7 separate regions of the Mus musculus genome follow, and regions 2, 3, 4, 5, 6 and 7 are each linked to region 1. A link is a contact called in public ChIA-PET, Hi-C, HiCAR-type and HiChIP or PLAC-seq data. All regions are on one chromosome and are shown on one strand. The core of a region is the stretch at or near the end of the contact, and the rest is flanking DNA. Distances in the headings are between cores, read along the strand shown. Region 1 holds the start of Inpp4b (inositol polyphosphate-4-phosphatase, type II). Region 2 overlaps Inpp4b (inositol polyphosphate-4-phosphatase, type II). Region 3 overlaps Inpp4b (inositol polyphosphate-4-phosphatase, type II). Region 4 overlaps Inpp4b (inositol polyphosphate-4-phosphatase, type II). Region 5 overlaps Inpp4b (inositol polyphosphate-4-phosphatase, type II). Region 6 overlaps Inpp4b (inositol polyphosphate-4-phosphatase, type II). Region 7 overlaps Inpp4b (inositol polyphosphate-4-phosphatase, type II).

The links. Hi-C and Micro-C count contacts between places; a contact is called where the count stands out from the background. ChIA-PET counts read pairs in DNA pulled down with a chosen protein or histone mark. HiCAR-type assays count read pairs that join an accessible place to other places. HiChIP or PLAC-seq counts read pairs in DNA pulled down with a chosen protein or histone mark.
Region 2: a contact with region 1 is called in a FOXA1 HiChIP or PLAC-seq map of pancreatic cancer cells. The contact joins the enhancer-like site here to the promoter of Inpp4b in region 1. A contact is called at or near these places in 3 of 39 promoter capture datasets (the 3T3-L1 cell line, hippocampal neurons and neural stem cells), 2 of 484 Hi-C or Micro-C datasets (CD4 T cells and cortical neurons), 5 of 115 datasets of contacts at active chromatin or transcription factors (astrocytes, bone marrow-derived macrophages, large pre-B cells and 2 more) and 2 of 9 other capture datasets (liver and pancreatic islet).
Region 3: a contact with region 1 is called in an RNA polymerase II ChIA-PET map of memory CD8 T cells, with 593 read pairs. The contact joins the enhancer-like site here to the promoter of Inpp4b in region 1. A contact is called at or near these places in 5 of 39 promoter capture datasets (the 3T3-L1 cell line, the C10 cell line, cranial neural crest and 1 more), 1 of 15 datasets of contacts at CTCF or cohesin (pro-B cells), 3 of 484 Hi-C or Micro-C datasets (the Ba/F3 cell line, group 2 innate lymphoid cells and uterus), 12 of 115 datasets of contacts at active chromatin or transcription factors (the 230-238 cell line, CD8 T cells, bone marrow-derived macrophages and 6 more) and 3 of 9 other capture datasets (adipose tissue, liver and macrophages).
Region 4: a contact with region 1 is called in a Hi-C map of Th2 cells, with 4 times the contacts expected there. The contact joins the enhancer-like site here to the promoter of Inpp4b in region 1. A contact is called at or near these places in 8 of 39 promoter capture datasets (the C10 cell line, embryonic stem cells, frontonasal cranial neural crest and 3 more), 4 of 484 Hi-C or Micro-C datasets (Th2 cells, cortical neurons, group 2 innate lymphoid cells and 1 more), 4 of 115 datasets of contacts at active chromatin or transcription factors (bone marrow-derived macrophages, large pre-B cells and regulatory T cells) and 3 of 9 other capture datasets (adipose tissue, liver and macrophages).
Region 5: a contact with region 1 is called in a HiCAR-type map of Th17 cells, with 4 times the contacts expected there. The contact joins the enhancer-like site here to the promoter of Inpp4b in region 1. A contact is called at or near these places in 3 of 39 promoter capture datasets (the C10 cell line, embryonic stem cells and liver), 1 of 484 Hi-C or Micro-C datasets (group 2 innate lymphoid cells), 1 of 115 datasets of contacts at active chromatin or transcription factors (Th17 cells) and 2 of 9 other capture datasets (adipose tissue and liver).
Region 6: an RNA polymerase II ChIA-PET map of memory CD8 T cells shows a contact between it and region 1, with 136 read pairs. The contact joins the enhancer-like site here to the promoter of Inpp4b in region 1. A contact is called at or near these places in 6 of 39 promoter capture datasets (embryonic stem cells, frontonasal cranial neural crest, hippocampal neurons and 2 more), 1 of 15 datasets of contacts at CTCF or cohesin (pro-B cells), 2 of 484 Hi-C or Micro-C datasets (CD4 T cells and Th2 cells), 3 of 115 datasets of contacts at active chromatin or transcription factors (effector CD8 T cells, embryonic stem cells and memory CD8 T cells) and 1 of 9 other capture datasets (liver).
Region 7: an H3K27ac HiChIP or PLAC-seq map of regulatory T cells shows a contact between it and region 1, with 4 times the contacts expected there. The contact joins the enhancer-like site here to the promoter of Inpp4b in region 1. A contact is called at or near these places in 4 of 39 promoter capture datasets (the C10 cell line, embryonic stem cells, liver and 1 more), 7 of 484 Hi-C or Micro-C datasets (B cells, the Ba/F3 cell line, CD4 T cells and 4 more), 5 of 115 datasets of contacts at active chromatin or transcription factors (bone marrow-derived macrophages, embryonic stem cells, large pre-B cells and 2 more) and 1 of 9 other capture datasets (liver).

What each region holds. Positions count from the first base shown.
Region 1 is chr8:81,340,565-81,344,210 of GRCm38.p6, forward strand. Inpp4b (inositol polyphosphate-4-phosphatase, type II) reads left to right here and starts at 1,998. Exons shown (of 25, transcript NM_001024617.3): 1 at 1,998-2,233. Gm51582 (classical arabinogalactan protein 9-like) reads right to left here and starts at 2,089. Exons shown (of 2, transcript XM_030243908.1): 1 at 1,690-2,089. The coding sequence starts at 2,078.
Region 2 is chr8:81,838,987-81,842,632 of GRCm38.p6, forward strand. All of the region lies in intron 7 of Inpp4b (inositol polyphosphate-4-phosphatase, type II), which reads left to right. Among named protein-coding and RNA genes, the nearest start is that of Gm25267, 310 kb to the right of the region's middle. Within about 2 kb of position 1,680, at least 18 of the 459 cell types and tissues checked have an H3K27ac peak or open chromatin away from gene starts, as enhancers often do. A contact at or near this core is called in pancreatic cancer cells, where this site is marked.
Region 3 is chr8:81,772,608-81,776,253 of GRCm38.p6, forward strand. All of the region lies in intron 7 of Inpp4b (inositol polyphosphate-4-phosphatase, type II), which reads left to right. Among named protein-coding and RNA genes, the nearest start is that of Gm25267, 380 kb to the right of the region's middle. Within about 2 kb of position 1,599, at least 49 of the 459 cell types and tissues checked have an H3K27ac peak or open chromatin away from gene starts, as enhancers often do. A contact at or near this core is called in the Ba/F3 cell line, CD8 T cells, bone marrow-derived macrophages and 3 more, where this site is marked.
Region 4 is chr8:81,755,053-81,758,698 of GRCm38.p6, forward strand. The region is part of intron 5 of Inpp4b (inositol polyphosphate-4-phosphatase, type II); the gene reads left to right. Among named protein-coding and RNA genes, the nearest start is that of Gm25267, 400 kb to the right of the region's middle. Within about 2 kb of position 1,834, at least 93 of the 459 cell types and tissues checked have an H3K27ac peak or open chromatin away from gene starts, as enhancers often do. A contact at or near this core is called in Th2 cells, bone marrow-derived macrophages, group 2 innate lymphoid cells and 1 more, where this site is marked.
Region 5 is chr8:81,734,148-81,737,793 of GRCm38.p6, forward strand. All of the region lies in intron 3 of Inpp4b (inositol polyphosphate-4-phosphatase, type II), which reads left to right. Among named protein-coding and RNA genes, the nearest start is that of Gm51582, 390 kb to the left of the region's middle. Within about 2 kb of position 1,669, at least 18 of the 459 cell types and tissues checked have an H3K27ac peak or open chromatin away from gene starts, as enhancers often do. A contact at or near this core is called in Th17 cells and group 2 innate lymphoid cells, where this site is marked.
Region 6 is chr8:81,700,254-81,703,899 of GRCm38.p6, forward strand. The region is part of intron 2 of Inpp4b (inositol polyphosphate-4-phosphatase, type II); the gene reads left to right. Among named protein-coding and RNA genes, the nearest start is that of Gm51582, 360 kb to the left of the region's middle. Within about 2 kb of position 1,963, at least 26 of the 459 cell types and tissues checked have an H3K27ac peak or open chromatin away from gene starts, as enhancers often do. A contact at or near this core is called in Th2 cells, effector CD8 T cells and memory CD8 T cells, where this site is marked.
Region 7 is chr8:81,617,361-81,621,006 of GRCm38.p6, forward strand. The region is part of intron 2 of Inpp4b (inositol polyphosphate-4-phosphatase, type II); the gene reads left to right. Among named protein-coding and RNA genes, the nearest start is that of Gm51582, 280 kb to the left of the region's middle. Within about 2 kb of position 1,806, at least 7 of the 459 cell types and tissues checked have an H3K27ac peak or open chromatin away from gene starts, as enhancers often do. A contact at or near this core is called in regulatory T cells, where this site is marked.

The sequences.
Region 1 (3,646 bases), core at 748-3,247:
AGAGGAAGGCAACCCAGCTTCTAACCCACAGGGTTTTGAGTCAGTCTCTAAGCACTTGTTGGAGCCATGGTGTATTCAATACTACTCCAAGCTCTGGGAGTGTAGAGGCTAAAGAAAGTATCTGAAAACCAAACTAAGCAAACATCTAACCAAACCAAACCAAACTAACCAACCCAACCAAACAAATCCAACCAAGCAACTAGCCAACCCAAACCAATCAATCAACTAAACCAGTCAACTAGCCAACCAAACCAACCAATCAATCAACCAACCAATGAACTAACCAACTAACAAACTAATCAAATGAACTAACCAACCAAACCAGACAACCGACCAACAGAACTAATTCAACCAACCTATCAGCCAACTAACCAACCCAACCAACTAAACTAACCCACTAGCCAAACAAACTAATCATTCAAGCTAGCTAACTGACCAAAGGAATCAATCCTAACAACTTACCAACCAGCCAAACCAAGCAACCAACCAAACCAATCAACTAACCAAACTAACCATCCAAACCAGCTAACCAACCAACTTAACCAACTCAACCAACCTATCAAACAAGCAACCTAACCAATCCACCCACCCACTCAATTACCCACCCACTAACCAACTCAGCCACCAACCAACCCAAACCAACCAACCAACCAACCAACCAACCAACCCAATCAACCAACGGAACCAACCAAAGACACCCTCACACCACCACTAGCACCCCGCCCCCACACACATAAATTTAAACCATCAAACTCCCTGCCCTCATCAACAAAGATAATATCTAGTAGCAAATACTTGGGAAGTAAATGGATGTCTCGATTCAGGCAGTGACAGCAGGGGTGACAGCTGGGGGCAGACACAGCTTCCCATTTTGTAATACTGTAATACTGTTAAGCACTGCCTTAACCCAAATTGATTTCACTGACTTTAAGATTCCAGGCTCTTTGTGTGACAAATGTCACACTTGTGTACACGCGTTTTTACTTTATTTAGAGTGCCAGTTTAAAGGGTTGCAAGGAAGAAAAAGGACTAGTGTGCCTTTGTGGGTAAGCTCTGAGAAGAATTACCTCTGAGCAGAGTGGACAAAACCTCTCTAGGAAAGCCGCCAGGTGGCACCTGTAAGGCGCAGATGGAGAGAGTCATTTGCCCCACCCCCACAGGCCGGACTATCCAGACTACCCCTCACCCCTCGGGTTTGTTCGCGAGGAAGTGGGGGAGTTTCAGTCTCTTTCCAGACAGCGTGATTACACACCAAAATTTTCTGACACCTCAAACACACCGAGGGCGGATTGTCTCCACACAACCAGGCTGTCAAAGGCATGAGCCTGGTGGTTGGGAACACTTAGGCACTCTGCAAGGTGGGGAGTGGCTGTGGGCTGCCCCTGTGCCCAGGTCTGCTCAGTCTGGGTCTAGGGGAAAACACTGGCAAGGGAGAAGCAGTTCTCAGGACCGTGACACGCAGAAGTCACCAGAACGTGGGACAGCGCTTCACACTCCTCTAACGCCCAATCCTCCTCCCAGGGACAGTCAGTGGGGACTAGTCTGAGCTACCTTCTCACATCCTTTTACATTTCCGCCTTCTGCAGTCTCTTCTCCTGTCCGGGTCGCATTGTGATTGCCTTGCCCCCCCCCCCCCCCGCCCCGCGCGCTTCGCCCCTGTGATCCCGCACCCCAGGATTGGCAGCTGACCCCAGAGACAGCAGAGTCTGAGTGGTGGGTGTCAGTAAACAGAAGCAGCGTGTTGTGGTCATTTCGAGCTGTGCGGTCGGGCCACCAACTCCATCTGTGGCAGGGAGGCGAGCTGCACCAGTTGCGAGACTGCTGCTGTTCCTCTTTGGTGGCTGGTTGGTGACATTGGGAGGAGACCGCTCCGAGGGAGTGAGCCTAAGACGAGGAGGAAGAGAGGCAGGGCGTTGGGGGTGGGGACGTGGCGACAGTGCCAGGGGGCGTGTGAGCTGCGGGCGAGGAGCAACTTCTCCCGGGCGCGCGCTGCGGGGCGGCGGGCGGAGCGTGAGCTGCCAGCCCAGAGCAGGGAGCGGGGAGCGGGGAGGCTCGGCCCGCGCCCTGCACGCTACCATCCTCCGGGTTCCCAGCCCCGGGTGCTGAGCTCGCCGCTATAAATAGCAGGTTACAGCTTCTGCTTGGGCGCACACGCTTTCACTGGAGAACGCAGGAAAGTCATCCTGAAAAGTGTCTGCCGCTGCTATCGCCCCCTACTCAGCCTCTGCAAGAGGTAACATCCTGCCTGGGATCCTGGGGCTCGGGAGGGAATTTTGCAGGGTGCGGAGGGTGAGGATGGGTGAATCCATAGGCTGTAGTCGTGCGCATCGGACAGTTCAGGGTGGTGGTGGTGGGGAGTACGTCCTGCCTGAGAGACAGCTGGTGTGTTTCTTATCAAGTTTCCCAGCTTGCAGCCAAGATCGTCCCTTCAGCCTTGCTTCCCAGGGACCCTGGCTGCTGGTGGTACCCCTGTGACCCTGATTACTGTCTAGTGGAGCTCGCTTGGTCTGGGGTGAACACCACACACACACACACACACACACACACACACACACACACACACGCACACACATATGAGTTCCAACTCCCAGGTGACACTGAGTTCTGGCCCAGCTTATGGTCCCTTTGAGCTGTTCTTAAAAGGTGCTGCAGCGACCTGGAGTGCTTAGGGACTGCTTCTCAACCCTAGTCCCAGTCACTGGCTGTCTCCTGCTTCAGAGGAAGTGGTCCTGGTCCTTAGAACAAGGAAGGCATGCTGGGGTTGCAGTTGCCTAAAGAGCTCTCTTTTCATGGCTATCTCCAGCCCCACCTTCAGCAACTCCTGCCCTCTCCGTCCCCCCAACACCACCCCCCCAAGTCAGGCCTGTTACCCCTAGGCTACCTTCATGTTCTACCTACCCCAAAGAGAAGTCAAGAAAGAGTTAGAAAATCAGGGCTTCAAAGTAAGAGTGGGTGATGAGAGGCTCCTCTGGAGTCTCAAATTTGCACTACAGCCTACTTGAGCTTATCTGGCCCCTCTAGCAGGACAAGGGTCCTGAGCAAACCCAGGAGCCTGCTGCTAGTATGGACTTTCAGGCTTGCAACTGGCTAGCTCTAGGTGATGCGAGAACCAGAGGCACCGGTGTTTGCCCCTCTCCACCTTTGATTTTGCTTCCCTCAGGGGAGGTGGTTTCTGCCCCAGAGGACACCCAGAGGTTTCTGTTTGGAGACAGAAGCTTTATAGGTAGGGATGTGCATATTGATGAGATAGTTGCAGCCACACAAAACTTATTGGAAAAACCCCAGAGGAGAGAGAGGCAGCAGTGCTGTTAGGGGACCGAGGTTTGTTAAGGGAAAGGATGCTCAGTTGATTATGTGGTTCCTGCAGCGTCAACTTACCAGGGAAACCCTGCGGGACATTCAGTCACGCTGGTCTAAATGATGTAGAATGTCTTCTTTGTTCATCTTACTTTATGTTTTTCTTTCTCCTGATTCTGGCTTCCTTGCTCTTTCCAAAATGACATTTGAGGTCATTATGTGGGTATTACATTTTGCTTACATTTCCCTTCAGTCTGAAAGAAGTTATTTATAAAGGTGTAGCTCTATAAAATACATGAAAGAGCAGAAGACAGGGATGAGTTCATCTCTCCTATGATGGGCACTAGGT
Region 2 (3,646 bases), core at 430-2,929, 500 kb after region 1:
TTTGTCTTATTAGCCTTTACCTTTCTGAGATCTATAGTTTCTATAATGCTGATTAGACCATAATAAAGGCTTGATATATATTTGCGGGGATTAATGTAGGGGAAAAGATCTAGCATGAGCTATTTTGTTTTATTTTATCACCACTACAATCTGACTGTGAACTTCCATTTAAAACAAATGAGAATAGAGTTACATTGGCTTCTGAAAGAGGTGTAAATATCAAATGTGTGCCTTCTGCTGAAAGCTCTTCGTTGGTCATCATGGAAGGCAGAATCAAAGTGTGCTGTGAGATTTTCCCTCCGCCGCACAGTCCACAGAGTGCCCAGAATGATAGCATTCCTCTTATTTTTCCATCGGCCTACATGGCTCCACTTAAGAGAATGATTACATCACGGAGCCTGAGAGTAAAATGGTGCTTACAACTCATTGCGGAGAATTCAGGCAGCCACAGGTAGAGAAGATTGATCAATTGGAAATAAGTTAGAGATATATAGAGGTAAAACATCCTGGTGAGCTACTGCACAGTAGAGAGGTGTGTGTAACACTTAGATATTATATATTTCAAAAGGAGAAAAATTTCAGTGTTTTCATGATAAAGAAATGATAATACAAAGACTTTTCTAGTGCTCAATTTGACCATGGAGGAGGCCACACGTTAAGAAGCACAAACATGAGGCCTCTGGCATTTTCATTTGTTTCAGCTGACAGTCTTCCAGAAAATGAAGGCCTCTCTTCTACAGCTGTGAAGCATATTCCATTTGACTTACAGTCTGTGGATGGTTAGGGACCAGATCTTTCCTAGTGGAGCCTCTGAATGCCAACATAGGCAGCTTGTCCTTGGACCACAGCCTTGTGAGATCCGCCTGGAAAACCAGTCACCCCACGTCTGGAGTTCAAAGCTGTACAAAGCTCTATGCCAGTTAATATAGAGACACGCTGGTTACTGGCCATTAGCTGATGACTTTCTCTCATGTGGCTATGTGGAGACTTGGCTCTCTAAGTCTGAAGGCATACCAAACCCTCTCGAGAAATTCTCCACGTAGATGCAACAGATATTCCTGACATATGCTGTTGGTGGTGGGGTTGAGTTAGGGGCTCACACCTGAGTCCTAAGACACTTGTTTACAGGATAGTTATACCTCTGGAGGAGGTAGACATTTTTCCCTATCTTAATTTCATGTTTCAATATCAGGGATTCATTACTGATCTCAACGGGGGTCTAGAGTAGCGTTTATGTTATGAAACAGACTCTGATTCTGTATCAAATTCACTTCCAAATACATTGCCAGGTTGGACCATATTCTTTGTGGAGGATGTATGCTCTTTAATGGGTATTCCCATCTATATCTATCTAGAGGAGCTTGCTTCATTCATACCTATCAATACAGAAATGGACCTATGTGAGCTCTGAAAAAATGCAGCCAGGGACAAATTCTGGATATTATGGCCTTCTCCTTGGCTGGCTCTAGATCTCCAGCAGATTGTACTGCCATAGGCTTAGTCATTTCATGGCCAGTGAAACTTCAGTAGTCTTCTCCCATGGGACAGAGGCATCCATGTTCTGTATAATAAGATTAACTAGCTTCAGGAGTTTTCCTCTGTGTATATGAGCTTGAATGTGCTATATTCCCCTACTGCAGCCATATACTAGAGCTCCTGGAAGCTTTAAATGTTGGCAGAGTAGTCTGCAGGAAGCTGATGAGTCAGGATTACTCACTGCCTGCTAGCATATGGTTATCATATCAAAGTAAACTACCTGTGTTTATCATTTCCAAGTTAACATACATGAACCTTGAACTTTTGGGATTGATAGGGGTTTTTAAAAGAAGACAGGAGGGCAATTTGCTTTATATGAACTTAGGGGACAAGCAAGATGTCTCTCACAGTGTGGGCAAGCATCTGGTCACACCCATCACCAGATCCACCTTGATTTGTTTGTTGTCATAAACCTCTAGACCAAAGCTGGAAGGGCTTTGACTGGATAGTTGCATGAACAATTGTGTGTTGTGGGAAAAATCTTGGAGAAGCACATTGAAGACAAAGAAAAAAAATGTGAATAAGACCAAAAAATGAATTCCCAAGAAAGGCCACTAATTCTCAGGAGGCATGGCATGATGAGGAACTAGAACATACTGCAGTACCAGCCCTGGCTCCTTACATTCCATAACTATGTTATCAGTGACACATTTCCTCTCCAGCATCTTTATTTCTCTGTTGTTCTAAGTTCCTCTGCCTTCTTTCTGTTTCTCTGTTGCTGCAATCCTTTCTGCTTATTTATTTAATTCCCTTAGCTCTGCTCTCACTTCTTACCTCCCCTTTCTAGCCTCAAATGCCTCCAAAGACTGCAAAGGATACCATACAATGACTTATACTAATCTTATGTTAGAAAGTCAACACCAAGACAGCAAAACAAGGGCTGAGAGCTCTCAGGTGTTGGGATAACTCAAGTGCTTGTCCCAATAGCTACCCCCGATTTTCTGTTGCCTGGAAGAAGTATATAAAGAAAAAGTGCCAATTATATAATATCACAGCCTTATAAATATTTTGGTCCTACCTACTTCTCCAAACCTATTTAACTCAAGTCACTTCCTTGCAAGTTCCCTGAAGCATCCTCAGTACAAAGTCTTCGCAGAGGCAGTTGGACATTAGCAGCCATGTGGTGCATACTTATTACCTTACACCCCTTATGCTTCATTGTACTCTTCCTTGCTGAAAACTCCTCTTGTCTTTCAAGACCCTAAGCACCTCTTCTCTGCAGCCCGCCCTGGTAGCCACAGGCTGAGTCATTAGTCTCCTGTCTAAATGTCAAGAGTAAATGCTCACATTTCTATTGTAGCACTTAATATATTGTACTTGAATGGTTCCTATTTGTCACAGCCACTAACCACTAGAGCCCCCAAAAGAAGACAGAGGTTCTATTCACTGGCAAGCCACTGTTCTTCACACAGCAGTGCTGATATGTAGTAGAATGTATTGATGTAGGAAAAACTGTACCATGATATCAACTGTATCAACTCAAATGTTTTAAAACTATACAAACCCGTACTTAACCTTTTATTATTTAAAATAAATAAAAAGTTCTTTTTCTCTTGTCTTCTTCCCTTTCTCTTTCCCCTTCACAAATAGAAACACACATACACAGAATATTAGCAAAGTAGCCCATATACCTTTAATTTTCTATGTACATCGGATATAGACTTTTCTTTCTTTTCTTGCTTAGTCATATTTATAAGGAATAATAAAAGTCTCATGAATATAAGAGTTTAATGGGCCATGCTGGACTTGTTAATATAATTCTAACTTTGTCTCTTTCCATATGCACATATATATAACCTAAATCAACAATTTCATGCAATCCTACTCACGTTGAGCCTCACCAATTTCTGTCACTTTTTATTTTATTTTTCAATACAAGTACATCCCTTTTGAGAATGATTTTGGTAGCCAATATTTTAAAAAAGAATGCAAAGAGCATGTTTATATGTGTATATGAGTTGTACATATGTGAATACTGATACACACACACACACACACACACACACACACACACACACATTCATTTACAAACCAAGTAGACTGCTTGTCTATTACCAAATAATTGGGTCACTTGACTACTGGCCATTAGAAGAAAGAGGCAACTAAGAAG
Region 3 (3,646 bases), core at 349-2,848, 430 kb after region 1:
ATGTTCCAATATCCTCGAGATCAGATAGAATATTCAGATATATAGGCCTGTGCTATATATTTCTCATTGAAACCTTCACACAATATGAACTAACCGACATGTCTTAATCCCCTATAATCCTTGTCATCTGAACTAGGGATGCTTATTCATCCCCCGCAGGTAATCAGTTTGTGTGCTGGCCATCTATGCTTTTTATTAGCTTTAGTTCTGGGAACTAACTATGTGGATTTTTAAAAAGATGTACTTCCTTGATCGGCAGTGTTAACATGTTAAAGTATTGGGTGAGCTGGAAGCTCTTGATGTGGAATAAATTGTTTGGAGCTTGAATGCACTTTGGAGATACAGCTGGCTTCCTCTCCCCAAATGCTATTAATTAAAGCATAACCTGTTCCTTAAAATAGCTGGTAAAATAATCTTGGTGATGGAAGTGTAAATAGACATACGGTTCATTAATATGCTAATAGTCCTCATAGATGCATGTGATCTTACATCTCTCCCCTCGTCAAGTTCTCTTCCGGGTAGGGCGAGGAGGTAAGTGTGTTGAAGTACAGCTTATACTTACTTAACAATCTAAGAGCTTTAGATCCTAATACTTCTGAGCCAAAGGAATGAGGCTGTGAATGTGTGTGTGTTTCAGGAGATTGGTGATTCTATACATATACTTTAAAGTATTTTAAATATCTGACTCCAGCAAGCCTTTAACCATATTAGATCCAGAATAATCAGATCTTCTTCTTGGCAAATGCTAGTTGGCTGAGGCAGTGACCTGGCTGTTGGAATCTTCCTATGGTGTTTATCGTTACTGAGATAACCAGTCAGTGTGATACCTTCCTATTCTATGTTCACGTGCAGACAGACATGCTTTGTGTCAGAGCTCTATAAGAGAAAAGGTGACATTTTATCTGCACCCAATTGACCTATCACGCTGAGGCCTAGCTCTTCTTCTTATAGTCTTCTAACAACTGACTTAAGATTGATTATCTCAGTGGTCTCAGAAGAAATAGGATTCCTCTTTATAACAGATTCGAGAAGTCTAACTGCTCCTACTCCTTCATAATCTCCTGCATGGTGGCACTGCCCTCTGAGACAGATAGACAGATAACACCGGGCTAAGGGGTGAGGGGGAAGACAGGAGGTGTCAAGATCATTACCAAGGCTTCATAACAGTTTGGTTCCCCTTTCATTATGAAAAAAAATACATTTTCAAGATGGGCTGCTCTGATATCCTTTTGCTTGTTAGGGCTGTAACAGCTGAAGCAGAAGCACATGGGCTAAACGATCGGAGGCTTAGTCTGGAAGAGCAGTTGATGTCTTGGCGCTGTCTTCTGGTCATATGCAGCGTGTAAAAATCTCCTGAGACCTGAAATGTAAATAAATGCATCTTACATTTAAATAAATGTTATGTGCAATGTTCGGCCTCGGGGACAAGGAAGGAAGTGTAGTCTTTCATATTTTGTTAAGAACTTCTGTGCAAAGAGAAACTTGTGGCAAAAAATATATCATTATCAAAACTTGTTTCTCTCCTCGTTAGCACTAACTTGAGTTGGAAGGTACTGGGTGAAGTTCCTCCAGCTCTGCTATCTACACAGTCAGCCTATGATTAGGTCAGAGCATTGCTTCTGCCTGTGGTTGAAATGTGAATTTCTGCTCTATTTTGGAGAAGTACACATTGGCCTCCTTGTTTTTGCCCTGAGGATAAATAATCCTTTGCTGTATCTGCAACTGAATTAGTTCATAACACAGAATCTGGTGTGCAGTGGACACCGGACAATCCTAGGTTTAGGCAATATAGCTTTATAACATCATAAAAACAGCCTGTTATTTCTATAGCTTCCCACTAAAGCCGCAGCAACAATGGATGCAAATTTATTGTTTCCTGTGTTCTCTGCTCCAGGTGGATTAGTGTTAACAAAGATTAGTCCCTAGACAGAAATATTCAGTATTCTTTGTTCGTGATTTCTGTGTTGGCTCTTTCAGAACATTCAGTTTAACTAGTTAAGAAACAATATTTTGTTATCAGAGAAAGTCATGATGTGGTAGGAGACAGAAGGCAACTGAGATAATGAACCACTCAAATGCTACCAAGTGCTCTTTGCATGCTTCCTCTTAGTTACACAACAGTCCATTATTGTGTCATCATTGTGCCTACTCTGAAGATGCAGCTGGAATCTGGAGAATTCCAGATGTTTAGAGACCCTTCAGTTCTCCAAGCTCTGCTGTGACATATGCATCCTTGGTAGGCTTTCCTTCACTTTTATGCCCACTGTCTATTTTAATGTCAACAGATGTAATAAGGACACTCTTAACATAGAGCTTAAAACTGCTTAGAAGTTCATTATTTTAAAGAATCAATGTTCAAAGACAAGAGAAATCTACAAACCAAATTGTTAGCATTTAAGACATATATCACTAAATATCTATGTCTTAATGTCTGAACATATTGTATAATGAAGAGTTTAACAAATCATTCATAAAGAAACAAATAGTGGTTAAGACTATTTGTGCATTTCTAAGTTTATGCCTCAAACATTTGCTTTATTCGTTTAACCTTGCTTGCTTGCTTGCTTGCTTGTGTTTTCTGTGGCCTTTCAGCCTGTCCCTTCTCTCAGATCTGACCTTTGGGAAGTCACAGTTTACTGTGAGATACATGGAGATAAGAAATGATGAGTTTATCAGCTACATTTACCCATGTATCTTCTGCCCAAGTTAGGATATGAACCATTCCATTTATTCCAGAAAATTCCCTTGAGTCTTTATGCAGTTGACTGTTATCCTATACAGACTCAGACAACCACTGTCTCATATAACTATTTCATTTATTCTTGAAATTTACAGGATTGAGGTAGTACAGTATGTTTCTTGTAGTGACTAATGACTGTTGCTCAACATAATGTTTAAATTTATTCATTTGCTGTGTAGATCAATTCCCCATCCTTCTTCATTGCTGAATCACTTACTTTTGTGATTTATTTATTCATCTCCTTATTGATAGACATTCAGGTTGCTCCTAGAGTTTGACAATGATGAATGAATGTCGAATATCTGTGTTTTTATCCTCTTGTATATATACCAGGGAGTATAATTGTTAGATCATGGAGCAGATTAATGTTTACTTTTCCTAAAGCAATCAAATCTTGTGTCATACCCCACTCGCTCTTTGATAGCTGATATTACTAGTGCATTCATTAGCAGGATTTCATGATTTGCACTTCATGATCACTAATTAGGCTTCTACATAAAGCACATTATCCTGTGAAGAATGTCACCTTCACATTTATAAGATTCCATAATGAGTGTCCCTTCCCTTTCTAACACACACACACAATGCACCACACACATACACACACAAACACACCACACATACACACACATAAACACACACATACACATGCATACAGACCCACACACACACAAACACACACACAATGCACCACACACATACACACACAAACACACCACACATACACACACATAAACACACACATACACATGCATACAGACCCCCCCACACACAAACACACACACAATGCACCACACACATACACACACAAACACACCACACATACACACACATAAACACACACATACACATGCATACAGACCCCCCCACACACAAACACACACACAATGCACCACACACATACAC
Region 4 (3,646 bases), core at 584-3,083, 410 kb after region 1:
GGCAACTGCGTGGCCATGAAATTGTCTTTTACACTGTGTTGTTTCTCAGATTGAACAAGAGTTCCCTAAAGTAGTAAGAATGTGTATGAGGGTCACGTGTGGTATGCTAGTTATCATTTTGAGTGAATCCTTCATCCATTCTGACATTCTAATTCCTATTCTATAAATTATGCAGGAATGCTCCTATTTCCTCACAGGGTTTGATCTAAGTGTATGAACATAAGAAATGCATTGTTAATATAGCATTGGGAATTTCGTAAATCATTTCCCAATACTTCTATTTAATTGGATCCTCATATGAATCTGGTGAGAATAAATAGTGTTGTTCATATTTCCAGATGAAGATAAGGGGGTATGTTTTTCAAAATTAAAGACATATGGTTGGTACCAGAATCTCTAATCTTGAACTTTTTTTTGACTCTTTGGCATATGGACAGGGTGCACAAAAATGTTCCCCAAACCAAAATAGAAGATGCATTTTTACTGCTTTTTGTTTATTTCAGACAGGGTCTTGTTATGTAGCCCAGGCTAGTCTCAAACTCTCAATCTTCTCCCTGCAGCTTCCAGAGTACTGGGATTACAGACTGTAGGCATGTGCCAGCTTCAACCCCTTCTTACTGGGATTACAGACTGCAGGCATGTGCCCACTTCAACCCCTTCTTAACTCACTTGGGCCCCTGTTTATTATGGAGGAGTCAAGAAGTTCTTTCAAATTTAATGTGATGGTTTGGACTACGTCCTTGGTGTTCTGTGTTTCTAGGTTCTGAGGAGTCTGAACTCAGAGAGCTTCTGCAGATATGTAGGTCTAAACTATTCACTCGGAGACCAAGCATATTTTGGAAAAATAAACCCTTTGGTATCGTCACTTTTAAATTGACTGATCTTTTTTTTCTGTAGACCATTAGAGTAGGAGGGTTTGCTTGGAACCATCACATACTTTCTGCTTTCAACTTGGCCTTTTGTTTTCTCACCTCTTCACTCTGCCTACTCCTATACCAGGACACTTAACTATTCCGGATGTGCCTTTTCAGTCCTGAGTCAACATCTTACCATGGAGGACTGGGTATTCTCAGTCTTCTTATTTAAACTTGTATTGAGATATTTCCTTGTTAGCACAAACTCACGTGTGCTCAAAGACTCGAGCCAAATCAGCATCAGCTTCTTCAAGAGATTCAAAATTTGCTTAACAAAGAAAGGCAGAGACAAAGACACTTAAAAAGATAGATTCATACCCCCCTAGAAACAACTCCTCTTAATTATTTTTTCACCCTTATTTTCTAATCTACATTTTGCACGTCTTTGATTTTATTTTATATTTTAATTTTGCTCGTAAAATATTTGTCAATAGACTGGAGACAATTTAGCAATTGCACATGCATGCTCTCTCTCTCTCTCTCTCTCTCTCTCTCTCTCTCTCTCTCTGTTTCTCTCTGTTCTGTTTTGTTTGAGACAATGCCTTATACAGTCTTGCTTAAAACTAACTATAGAGTTGGAGATAACCTTAAACTCATGATCTTTTTGCCTCTACCTCTGCTTGCTTGGATTACAGATATATGTCACCATTCCAAGATATTAAAACTATTGATTTTACACATTAGAATTGAACCCTATATATTCACAAGGAAAAATTCTAAAAAATTACTTTAATTTAAGCACCATTTTCTAAAAAACTAAGTGCTACGCACAGTTTCTCCTTGAAACCCTTCTATAGCAACTTAGATTGAGAAAACTCATCCAGAAATGGCCTTAGTCATTATTTGTTTGAAGCATACACATGACTCAGTGTGCTGGATGAGAAATCCCCCAGGAAGTGGCTGTTTCCTTTGCTTCTTCCTGCCCAGACAAGCAGACCTCAGAGTGCTTCTGTAAGCTGCCATGCCCGCAAGCTAGCACTCCGGCTTCCATCAGAATTCAGCAACCTTGCACACACTCTGCTGGCCATCTTGTTTTGCAACTGAGGCCCCCAGTATCCTGAGACATTTGTTGAGACCTCCTGTATCCATCAACTGCACTGGCTTTATCATTGGAGCAAGATTGGTATCAGTAACCACTGGCCTTGTTGAATGAATCCACTAACCAGCCTTGTGCCTGGTAGTGATCCTATTTGTTGCTGTGTTGATGGCACCTTTCCTGAAAAAATGTTACCCTTAGAGAAGGGAAAGTAAGAGTCTCAGTAAAGTCTTCTCTCTCTCTCTCTCTCTCTCTCTCTCTCTCTCTCTCTCTCTCTCTCTCTCTCTCTCTCTCTCCCTCTCTCTCTCTCCTTTCCTCCCCCTCCTCTATCTCTCTCTGTCTCTGTGTGAGTGTCTTTGTGAGTCTGTATCTCTTTATGTATGTATCTACTTGTGTCTCTGTGTTTGTGTATGTGTATGTCTGTATGTATGTGTGCATGTGTGCATGTGTGTCTGTATGTGTCTCTGTGTGGCATTTATGTGACTGTGTGTCTGTATATGTATGTCTCTCTATGTATGGCTGTGTATATGTATGTGCACATGTCTCTCTCTCTCTCTCTCTCTCTCTCGTGTGTGTGTGTGTGTGTGTGTGTGTGTGTGTGTCCCAGAGCTCATCTTTATGTATTACTCCTCAGGTTTTACTTTATTTTTAAAGACAAGATCTCCCTGGCATGAAGCTCACTAATATGGTTAGGCTGGTTGTCAGGGAGTGCCAGGGGTAGGCACCACCACACCCATTTATTTATGTGTGTTCTAGGGAATGAATACAATTGATCCTTGCTTAGCTCTAACACTGCAGATGCCCTTAATGGCATGTAGATCCTCCTTTTAGTATTCAGCAGAGTCTGCTGCCTCCCTGGAATAACATCTTCCTGCCTTCTGAAGCAGCACATATGTTCCTGCTGAAAAGAACAACAGAAAGCAGCAAGCACTTGCTATCTCTCCAAAGTGGAGAGAAGTCTAGGAGCAAGCACAGGCAGAGCCCTGCCTGTGTGCTCTGCTAGGCGATGCCAGGCCAGTTGATGGTCTATGGCATGCCACGTGACATAGCAAAATCCAAAGAGACTCAAGCACAGACTTGTTTATAATTCAATTGCTAGCAGATAGAATCTTAGCCACCTAGGTAATATTCATGAAAACAAGACAAAATAGGATTTTCTTTTTTTTCCATTTTTTATTAGGTATTTAGCTCATTTACATTTCCAATGCTATACCAAAAGTCCCCCATACCAACCCACCCCCACTCCCCTACCCACCCACTCCCCCTTTTTGGCCCTGGCATTCCCCTGTACTGGGGCATATAAAGTTTGCGTGTCCAATGGGCCTCTCTTTCCAGTGATGGCCGACTAGGCCATCTTTTGATACATATGCAGCTAGAGTCAAGAGCTCCGGGGTACTGGTTAGTTCATAATGTTGTTCCACCTATAGGGTTGCAGATCCCTTTAGCTCCTTGGGTACTTTCTCTAGCTCCTCCATTGGGAGCCCTGTGATCCATCCATTAGCTGACTGTGAGCATCCACTTCTGTGTTTGCTAGGCCCCGGCATAGTCTCACAAGAGACAGCTACATCTGGGTCCTTTCGATAAAATCTTGCTAGTATATGCAATGGTGTCAGCGAAAGAATGAATTTATGAAATTCCTAGGCAAATGGATGGACCTGGAGGGCATCATCTGAGTGAGGTAACACATTCACAAAGG
Region 5 (3,646 bases), core at 419-2,918, 390 kb after region 1:
TTCATATTTATATTTTAGATGATTTAAGCAAAAATACTTTTATATTATTTTTGCTTTAAACTAGTGGTTGCTGTCTGTGGCTTACAAGTCAAATCCAGATTATAGTGAGTTTTGTCTGTAAAGTTTATCAGTATAGCATGCCTGTATTTTATATATTATCAGTGGCTGATTTTACATTGAAACAACTAAGTTGAGCATTTTTGTAACGACAACAACAAAAATAAGGCCCACAAACCATTTGCTTTTTCTTTAATTTTTGTTCTGTTCTCGGTGCCGCAGGACCAGCCCAGGACCTTGTACACTTACCGTAGGAATAGACAATGTTCATATCTGCCTTAGGCAATTATCTTTTGTCCTTATTAGAAGCAAGAGGAAATGAAGTTAACTTCTATTTTCTTTGTGCCATCCTGGAGCTGCTCATTTATTTCATAGACCTGCATGTGTCTGTTATGCTTGAAGAACTTCTCTTAAGGTTTTTTGAAATGCTGATAATGAGGTTGTCATTCATTATTTCTGGATAAGAGCTGTTAGCACACAACAGCACTTAGCAGTTGCTTCCTCCTTGTGTAGAATGCTGGGTTGATGGGTTTTCTAATTTCAGAACACAGAAGACACCATTTGTTTTTTTCTGTAATGCATAGCTTCTAGCGTGAAGCCATTGTGTTTCTCAACTTGTTTTCTTTTGCTTGGATTTTCCCTGTGATTGGTGTTCAATGCTATGAATAAGACTTATACTGTGTGTGTGTGTGTGTGTGACAGAGAGACAGAGACAGAGAGACAGAGAGATACAGAGAAAGATAGAGAGACATAGAGAGAGAGAAGAGAGAGAGAGAGAGAGAGAGAGAGAGAGAGAGATATGCCTACTGGTGTATAGGGGTCTATTATCTTTTATAATGTTTGCTGAGCTTGGATATGTGTGTCAATGCCTTTAATCATTTTTGGAGCAATCTCAGTCAGTACTGCCTCAAATATTTGCTCCATTCTCTCCCCTGAGAGATAGAATGTGCTTGGTGTTGTCACCCACATGTCACCAGTCTCTTTGCTTTCCATGACTCTGTTTGGGTGGATTCTACTGACCTATGTTCTGGTTTCCTAGTTTGTAGGTTATGACACAGTTATACATCAGTCTGCCAGAAACAGTCTTCATTGTGCTACTCAGTGTATTTTACATTCTTAATATTAACTTTATTTGTTTTGCTGTTTCTGTCTTTGCTAACATTTCTCATGTAGTTGTGTAGAATTTTCTGCTATAGCCTCAGAATTATCTCTTTTGATTTGGTTTTTGATCGTTTCAGCATTTGTGTACTGTCTAGATCTGACTTTTTAGATGACATTCCTACATTTTTTTCTTAAAATAATTTTCTTGTTTTAGCTCCCCCTCCCTGCTTCTTCTGCTCTTCCCCTTGTTCTTCCCATCCTCTTCCTCCTCCTTTCTTCCTCGTTTTTCTCCTGCTCCTTTCCCTGCTCCTCCTACTTTTCCTTGTTCATTTACCTCTTCTTCCTTATCTGTGTGCTATGTAGAACAGTTGAGTCTCAGCAAAAGAGTGTTCATGACTAGAGGTAGACATCCCAGTTTTACTTCTAAGCCTTTACTGTTTGTACAGAGGAGGTGGAATCAGTCTAGTAAGTAGCTTAGCAGGGCTTTGGTATAGTTTCTATGACAACCCTCAGTGCATAACTGAACTAACTGCATGTTCCTTTGGTGTTGCTATTACTTAGTAGAGGGAGGGCTGAATGAATGGAAACTTTGCTCTCTGCTCTCAACTTTAGGCTTTTGCTGGGAGAGAAGTTCACTGTTCAATGCTGTCGTGTCTCTACTAGTGGTGTGCAAGTATCATTAGCACTCGGTAGTCTGTTGAGGTGGGGGTAGGAGTCAGGTAGGAATGTCCTCTACTATCTTCTTAGAGCCCACACCTTAGAGCCCACACCACATAGTAAGCTCTTTGATCTTGGAGCACTGTAATAAAGCATGTGAAAGTCCTTACTGACCCTGTCTCCTGAGATTTCCCTCTCTTTATCTGTTTCCACTACATAATTGCAATGGGTCTAGGTGTGTAGCATCATGGACGGACCTGTTATTTCTGCACTGTTTGGATGTGATGAGGGTAGTGCTATGTTCTTTTTCTGAGATGACTGCTCTTCCTCCCATGGGTATGTGTCACAAAGAGGTGCAGTCTCTAGACACCCACTCAGCTCTGTGGTGTTTTTTTTTATAAGTACCTGAGTGATGCCTAAGACAGAGAATCTATTAATGAGTCTAGACAACCCTTGACTTGTGGGTCTTGTATATCTGATGCTACCTCTGAACTGACTATTAGTAATTCATCAAACATTCTGACTGAGTTTTTACTACCAGTGTGTGGCCTGGCATTCTTCTCCTCATTCTTGGTCCAATGTGTTTTCTAGATTCAGATTGATTGATGACCTTTCAACATTTTTGGAAAGTTTTGATTGTATACATTGCTGACTTTTTCTTGACATAGGGTAAGGCTCTTTCTCTTAAGTCTTTGCAAATGGAAGCTTGAAAGTTCTGTGTCTATTTTCTAGATGTGTATTCTGGTTTTTTTCATTGCTACAGTATTGTTTGTTCACAGACAATACTGTTATAATAATAATAATAATAATAATAATAATAATAATAATAACAACAACTGTTACTGTTGATAGATATCTTTGATTTGCATTACTCTTATAACAGATGCTGACCAAAATCAACTTGAGGAGGGGTTTACTTCAGTGTATATGTGCCGATCATAGGATCCATATCAAGGTAGGGACTCAAGGAAGAAATATAGAGGAAGAACTAAAGCAGAGATCATGAAAGAATGCTGCTTATTGTCTTTGTCTTTAATATTTGGCCAGCTTGCTTTCTTGGTCACCCCAGGGCCACCTGTTCAGTGGTGCCACTGTCTATGTTGTCCTTGTCTCTCCTACATCAATCGTTAACAAAAAAATAGTCTCACAGACTTGCAGAAATCCCAGTTTTATGGAGGCATTTTCTCAATTATGATTCCTTCTTCCTAGATATGTTGAGGTTTTTGTCAAGTTGAAAAAAAACACTAATTAGAAATATGGATTTATTGATCTTTACTTATGTGGTCTGAGCTTTTCAAGGTGGATTGGGAAATTTTCCCTATATTTAATTTATGAATATGTGAATATATCTTTTTTCTCAACAGGAAATAAGGTCATTTTGGAGAGCATACTAAAGTTCCTACAGCTTCCTGTGTGACCCTTGTCTTATTGCCAGTGTCTGTTCATCTTCCTTTCTTAAACCAGACTGTTTGTTTTATACTTTATCTTACTATTTCCTGTTTCCTTCCATCAATCAGTTACTCTCATATCTGCCCATAGAAATAGCCCAGTCTCTACTCAATGACCCTAGTTCTTACCAGCTAACATTTCAACAGAATAATGGCAGTTTTCCATTGTTTTCTTCTGTACTCCAGTCTCTAGATTTCCTCATTACTTTTTATGCTTTGTTTCCATAGGAAACACTAGTTATCCCACTAAATATCTTTGTATCTTATGATTCTTTAAACCTTTCTTCTCATTCTATGCATTTTTAGCAAACTTATACATTACATTGACTTAGCCATTAGCCAGTGTTTCTGAATGTGTGTGTGTGTGTGTGTGTGTGTGTGTG
Region 6 (3,646 bases), core at 713-3,212, 360 kb after region 1:
GTATAATTCATGGCCTCTAAAATTCTTCCTTTTAGTTATAATAACCTGTGATAACTAGCCTTTCTTTAAAATATAATTCTCAAGTGCTGTGGTATGTATATATCTGTGGCCCCTGATAGGTTAAACCCACATTAGTAGAAATCCCCATATTCAGGAGTATATAGGCTGTACAAATTGGATGGGACAGGTTCTTTATAAAATAAAAGAGGATATGAAGTTAGGGATATGTATGGAGGTAGAATTGGGAGAGTTACAGTAAAAAGCAGGATGCAGATACGATTGAACTCACCAATCATGCTAACCCTGATGGCAAGAAAGCTCCAGGTTTCTGTCTGTCTTTAACTCCCACTATGACTGGGAATCATTTGACTAGGCCTTTTCAGGTGAGTTTTGACCAAAGATCACTATAGGTCTCCTAGAAACTCCAACTGACTTCTTCCCCTTGGTTAATTGAAAAAGCTTGTTTTAAAAATATTTCTTATCGAAAGGACCCAGATGTAGCTGTCTCTTGTGAGACTATGCCGGGGCCTAGCAAACACAGAAGTGGATGCTCACAGTCAGCTAATGGATGGATCACAGGGCTCCCAATGGAGGAGCTAGAGAAAGTACCCAAGGAGCTAAAGGGATCTGCAACCCTATAGGTGGAACAACATTATGAACTAACCAGTACCCCGGAGCTCTTGACTCTAGCTGCATATGTATCAAAAGATGGCCTAGTTGGCCATCACTGGAAAGAGAGGCCCATTGGACATGCAAACTTCATATGCCCCAGTACAGGGGAACGCCAGGGCCAAATAGGGGGAGTGGGTGGGTAGGGGAGTTGGGGTGGGTGGGTATGGGGGACTTTTGGTATAGCATTGGAAATGTAAATGAGCTAAATACCTAATAAAAATGGAAAAAAAAGACTTAAAAAAAATAAAATAAAAATATTGTAAAAATGGTACTCTGCTCAACTTTCAATAGATTGGAGTCAAGGTGTTAACATGAGCCAGTTCATGAGATTAGATTGATGACATTTAACCATTGTCCAGGAAATTTGTCCAGTTTGAAGTGCTAAAATTTCATGTTTATACAGTATTATCTCATAGTTGATAAGGCTGGTTGAACTTTAAGCAAAGCCTATGTGCTTTTCCTGATATAATGATATTTTTGTTTCCCTCTATTAGTCATGATTGTAGTTTGGTTTTAATGTGTAATTTTTTCAGCATATTTCATACAGTCATCATAATTCCTACACAGGCTCTTAAATATTTTAATTTAAAATTACTTCTTTATTAACATCCATGTATTGTCTTATTATTTTTTTTCTAATGTTTAACTATCTCTCTTATTTTTCTCACCATGAAAAGGATGCAGAGACTAATGCCATCAGAAGGATTGCTGCTTTGTGTCTCAGAGAGCTTTTTGTTCTAGTGTCTTCTATGCACTAGAGCACATGAGATAAAGCCCATGACCTCTCCTGAGCCAGCTTTAAATGTTTGGAGGAAGTGGATGTCCACCTTCCTTAACTTCCCAGTGCTAATCATGTGCCTGTTGGCTTATGTTCAGGGGGATGACCTAGTTGTATTTTTGACTGAAATGTGACTTAACAGTTTTTAGCTCAGAGGTGCCTTCTTCTCTAAGTTTGATGAAGTTGGGAGATTTCCAGAAAAGTATCACACTCATGCTGATTTTACTGAATCTTCATTGTTCACATAATAATGGTGTGCAGTGTTTTTCAAAAACATATACCTTATTTTATAAATTCTCTTTACATGTTCCCTTACTCCCTAAATAAATGGCAATGATTTCCTTATATAAAGACATGGTATCAAAAAGTTAAAAGTTAATAGATATATTAACAAAGCACAGTATCACAAGCCACCATATCATAAATAATTTAATTCTAAAAGGATACAAGGGAAGCGGTTTCTCTGTGATGTATAAAAGACTTCCAGTGAGCTGGTGAAATGTCAGCAGGTCAAAGATGATGCAGTGTTCACAGAGAGGATGTGAGAAACCACAAAACAAGGCTGATTCCATGCAGAGAACCAATGAGGACTAGAAATGGGCAGCTGCTTAACATCTCAGATGAACTTGTGTGAAGCAGTTTATTTTTATTTATATGATAATGGAAATAATATTCTTGGGAAGAGGATCTTTCCTTTTGGATCACTGATTTATGTTGTCCAAGCTGTGTTAACTGCTTGTAGTTATCATACTTTCCTGATTGTCTTTAGTTTTTATGTATCTCACATACAGTTTTATGAAAGCCCTTTGTGTACTTCCTTATGGAGATATCCAGCTCTGGTCCAGGCATATGCCTGGTGCCTGCCATGGACCAGTTGAGTATCATAAATGCATTGTGATGAGAGATAGACAGCTACTTTTCAGAGATCCTGTCCCTCTTTTAGAATTATAATACATATTCTCAGCCTCGTATTTCTTGCCTCTCAACTGAACTATTGGAAATACCCAACATTGGCCAGTAAATGCCCAGTCTGTCTCACCCTTCATCTCTCTACTGGATGCACGGGTGACTAAGTACTCTTCAGGTGATATGCAGAGTGTGTGTGTGTGTGTGTCACTAGGTTTCTGAAGGATTTCATTAAGCAGATTCCTTCTTCACCTGCATGTTCCCTTTACACACCAAATTAGATTCTTGAGTAAAGAGCTTAAGTGACTAAACTTTCAAAGTTAACTATCACAAAACACGGTACTACCCAGATAATGGAAGAAATAAATACTGTTCAGTAAGTGTATCTGGGGCCAGCTAGAAGTCAACATGTGCCTTCAATGATGACTATGCAAGCTTTGCCTAATTTTAGGTAGGGCAGCTCTTATTTGAAATAAGAACATCAAAATAAGTATTGAAATATTTAGCATACAGAAGATGCATCTGTTGGTTTTCAACCACAGAACAAAATCCACACCTGGAGTGATAATCAGAAGAATCATGACATCAAACTTCTGCTGGCCACTTCATTTGACACTTCCACTTATTGATGGAAAGGAAATCAGGGCTTAAATAAAATAATGTTGATCAGTAGCTTGTAGGTTTATATTTCACATGATCAATGACTTGAGTTCTAATCTTTATTAGAAAACATTACCACATTTTAGATATCGTTGGGCCAGTTAGAAAGCTCAGTGTGTAAAGGTACTTGATCTCAACTAAGCCTGAGATTGATCCCTGAAAACCACAGAATTGAGAGAACAGAATCTGCAAATTCTCCTCTGATCTCCATGTGCCCAAACACACAGAAATATCCATATGTACACACACAAACACAAACACACACACACACACACACACACACACACACACACACACCACCAAATGTCATAAAATTTAGGAGGAAATGAGTAAGCTAATACTTTATACAGTTGGTCCTACAGATCCTATCCATGGCTTTGCCATGTTAGTAGAGCACTACTAGATGGGCATCACATCTTTCTACATTATTGCTAAAGTGGCTTCTACACTTTGACTTTACAAGTCTTAAAATTGCTAGACTGAGAATCAACCTCACTAACTAACCACTTCCTTCTTAGGGGTTTTTATTTCCCATGATCAACAACTTAAGACTTCTAATCTTTATTAGAAAACAAGTTATCCAAGTTTAAGTATCTTCGGATCAGATAGAAGATTTAGTGGGCAACAATA
Region 7 (3,646 bases), core at 556-3,055, 280 kb after region 1:
TACTACCTATGACCTATCTCCCTATATGTCTACTTTACCAGGGAGTGTGCCTAACTCCTTCTCTCTCCCAACCCAAAGTCCAAAGTCCCCATCTGTAGTAAACAATCTGTGGTTGAAATCTAGTCTCCTAGAAACTGAGCTGAGATGTGCTACAGGATACCATTAAGTGCCTACTTCCTCTCTCTCTCTCTGTCTCTCTCTGTCTCTCTCTCTCTCTCTGTCTTTCTGTCTCTGTCTCTGTTTCTCTCTCTCTCTCTCTCTCTCTCTCTCATTTAGTGTCTTTTATTTTATTCTTCTTACCTTATACATACAATATACATTTATTGGTAGAATTCTGATAGATGGCTTGGACATAATTATGAGTCATATTTTCTTCTGTTTCAGGACATTTCTGTTCATAATTATTCCTGTAATTTTGGAGGGTTGTTTGTTGCTTTGTAAGGCAATGCTTTCAGCATGTCAGAATAGCCACAGCCACAGTGACAGTCATATTAGAATAAAGAGGGATTTTTCCATTAATTTATTTGTTTATTCACTTAACATCCCAATCACAGCCCCTTTTCCTCTCAGCCCCACTTCCTGGCCCTTCTGTCTATCATCCCCCTTCACCTATGAGAAGGAAGTTCCCTCTGACTCTTAGGTTCCTGAACTAAAGAAACAACTCAGTAGTGAGAAACACTCGTTCCTCTTGCATAGGGCCAGAGTTTGGTTCCCAACTCCCACATGGTAGCTCACAACCATCTGTAATTCCTGTTCCAGAGGTTCCAATACTCTTAGTGGCCTCTCTAGGCACATGAAGCACATGGTGTACATACTTACATTCTGAAATTTTGATGTGCCTACCCATCAAATGCTCGTTTGAGTGTAGGGTCTCATGTTGTGTCTGACAACCTGGATTTGTACATTGCTACCCCATCAAACCAAAGTGCAGACAAAACACTCATACACACAATGTGAAAATAAATCCTTTTTTTTCTTGACCCAAGACAAAATGTCTGATAGATTACAACAAAGGCCTTGTGAACTTCTTTTCTTGCCAATATGACCTCTGCTAATGGACTGGCTCAAAAAATTCAAGGTTGGGTCAAGATGTATTTACACAACTGGTATGGGCCAATTAGTCATCCTGTCTTTCCTCAAACTGACCAATCCTAAATTAGAGGAGGAAGAACCTTTAAAGACATTGAATATGACCACCACCACCACCACCACCAACTACAAAACAGCACTTAGGAAGCTGGGCTTATGCTTCCCTAATCCCCACTCTGCTCTGTAGGCGTTCCTTTCAGTCTTTCTAAAGTTGAAGCCTGGTGAGAAAGAAATGAGAGGCCCATTGGACACGCAAACTTTATATGCCCCAGTACAGGGGAACGCCAGGGCCAAAAAGGGGGAGTGGGTGGGTAGGGGAGTGGGGGTGGGTGGGTATGGGGGACTTTTGGCATAGCATTGGAAATGTAAATGAGCTAAATACCTAATAAAAATGGGAAAAAAAAGAAAATGTAAACGAGGAAAATACCTAATAAAAAAAAAGTTCAAAAAAAAAAAAAAAAAAAGAAAGAAGTGGAAGGGAGGGGGGAGGGAGGACAGAGACAGAGACACAGAGAGAGCACTGTGAATTTCAAGAATTCTATATACAAGATTAGTTTAGTTGATTCATTTTGTGGTTTTGTATTGTTATTTTATGAGACTTTGCCTATGACATCACAAACGTTGATGTAAGAGCAGCAGTTTCAGCAACATTGGGTGGCTGGTGAGCAACGCGCACATCCAGATTCTGTCCTACACAACAGGAAACTCTGCATTTACACAAACATTCTAGGTGATAGGTAGGCACATGAACAGGCACATCAGAATTTCATAAGCTTTACTCTCAAGAGTATAAAGCCCCTTTTTCCCTGCCATAGGCATTCAACCTCAGATACCTCTTTACTCACATGACATAAGATGATTTCCAAATGCATTTACAGCTCAAGGCAACCACGGTGGGGACACTATGACCTGCCTGACAGAAACTGAATCAGGCAGCACTTCCCTGACGTCCTCCACCCCCACCCCCAAGGTGGCAGCTGTCTGCTTCTGGTCCACAGTAGGGAAGATTTTTAATAGGCGAAACTGTGTTTAAATCACCTATGATCCCTTGTATGTAACTTCCCCCAAACTAGATAGAATTGACTTTATCCTCATTCATCATCTAACTTTTCAGTGTCTACACATACTGGATACTTTCCTGGTCATATACCATTTGGAGTTTCTGCCTCACTGGCCAGCTCTACTCTATGGGCCAGTTGGGCCACTAAGCATACTATTTCCAGCCCACTCTATGACAACACTTTCCTTGCTTTTCTCATAAACGGTGAGACAGAAACCCCTTCACTGGGTCTCTATACATACTGTAATAGACTCGAGGAGTTGGGAAGGGTTTGCAGGGCAAAAACACAGTGATCCAGAAGTGAGATACGGGCCACTCTTGGCTTAGAATGCCCTGTAGATATTTGAGTTAAAATGCAGTCAATCCTTTGTCCTTCCATGCTCATTATAATTCTATATCATCTCTAAAATTAAGTCACAAAAGGAAAATGCAATCACTGTTTTTCTGATCCTTTAATGGCTGTAATTTCGTATGTAGCCCCACTTTGTCAGCCTAGAGTCTGTTAGAGCTTTGAAAAGGCATCTGGTCATGCTGTGTAACAAAAAAAATTATATACAGTGTCTTCACTCAAGAACGTGGGGATGATGCAAGAAAGGCCAGGGGCCTTGTCCAAGGAAATTGGCGGATGTTCTCCAAGACAGGTCATATGCTCACTGACAACCATAAAACAACAAATGCCCCCATTATCAAACAACACATGTCCATTTATAAGCAACACATGTTCCTGCTGGGGAGATGCCATCTTTCTCTAGTTCCATGATTGTCATTCCTTGGTGAGTGTCACTACTTCCTAGGTTGTCTTCAGGAGCTAATGTCTGCCAAGCACACGACTCAGTGAGTCATATATTGAAACCTTCACATTTACAGAATTGATGGCCAGATTGCTGTCACTTTGTGCTCAGAGCCTAAGATTGTCCAACACAGCACGGCTACATAAAGGACCCATGTAATTTATGAGCTCCTCTGCTTCTTTAACAAGACTATGCACTTTTGCAAAGTGAAATCAAGTAAGCAAACAAACAAACTGTTGTCTTAATGCATGACTTTGAGATGTCCAGTGCTCTGACACACTGCAGGGCCTCAGTAACTATGTGAATTTAAAAAAATACTTCCAAGTTCAAAAGATGAGACATACAGCTCATTTCCTGGTAGATGGATCCAAAAATCTGTGTGTGTGTGTGTGTGTGTGTGTGTGTGTGTGTGTGTGTGTGTGTGTGTGTGTGTGTGTGTATGAGAGAGAGAGAGAGAGAGAGAGAGAGAGAGAGAGAGAGAGAGAGAGAGAAACAGAGAGGAGGAGGAGGAGGAGGAGGAGGAGGAGGAGAAGGAGAAGGAGAAGGAGAAGGAGAAGGAGGAGAAGGAGGAGGAGGAGGAGGAGAAGGAGGAGAAGGAGGAGAAGGAGAAGGAGGAGGAGGAGGAGGAGGAGGAGGAGGAGGAGGAGAAGGAGAAGAAGAAGAAGAAGAAGAAGAAGAAGAAGAAGAAGAAGAAGAAGAAGAAGAA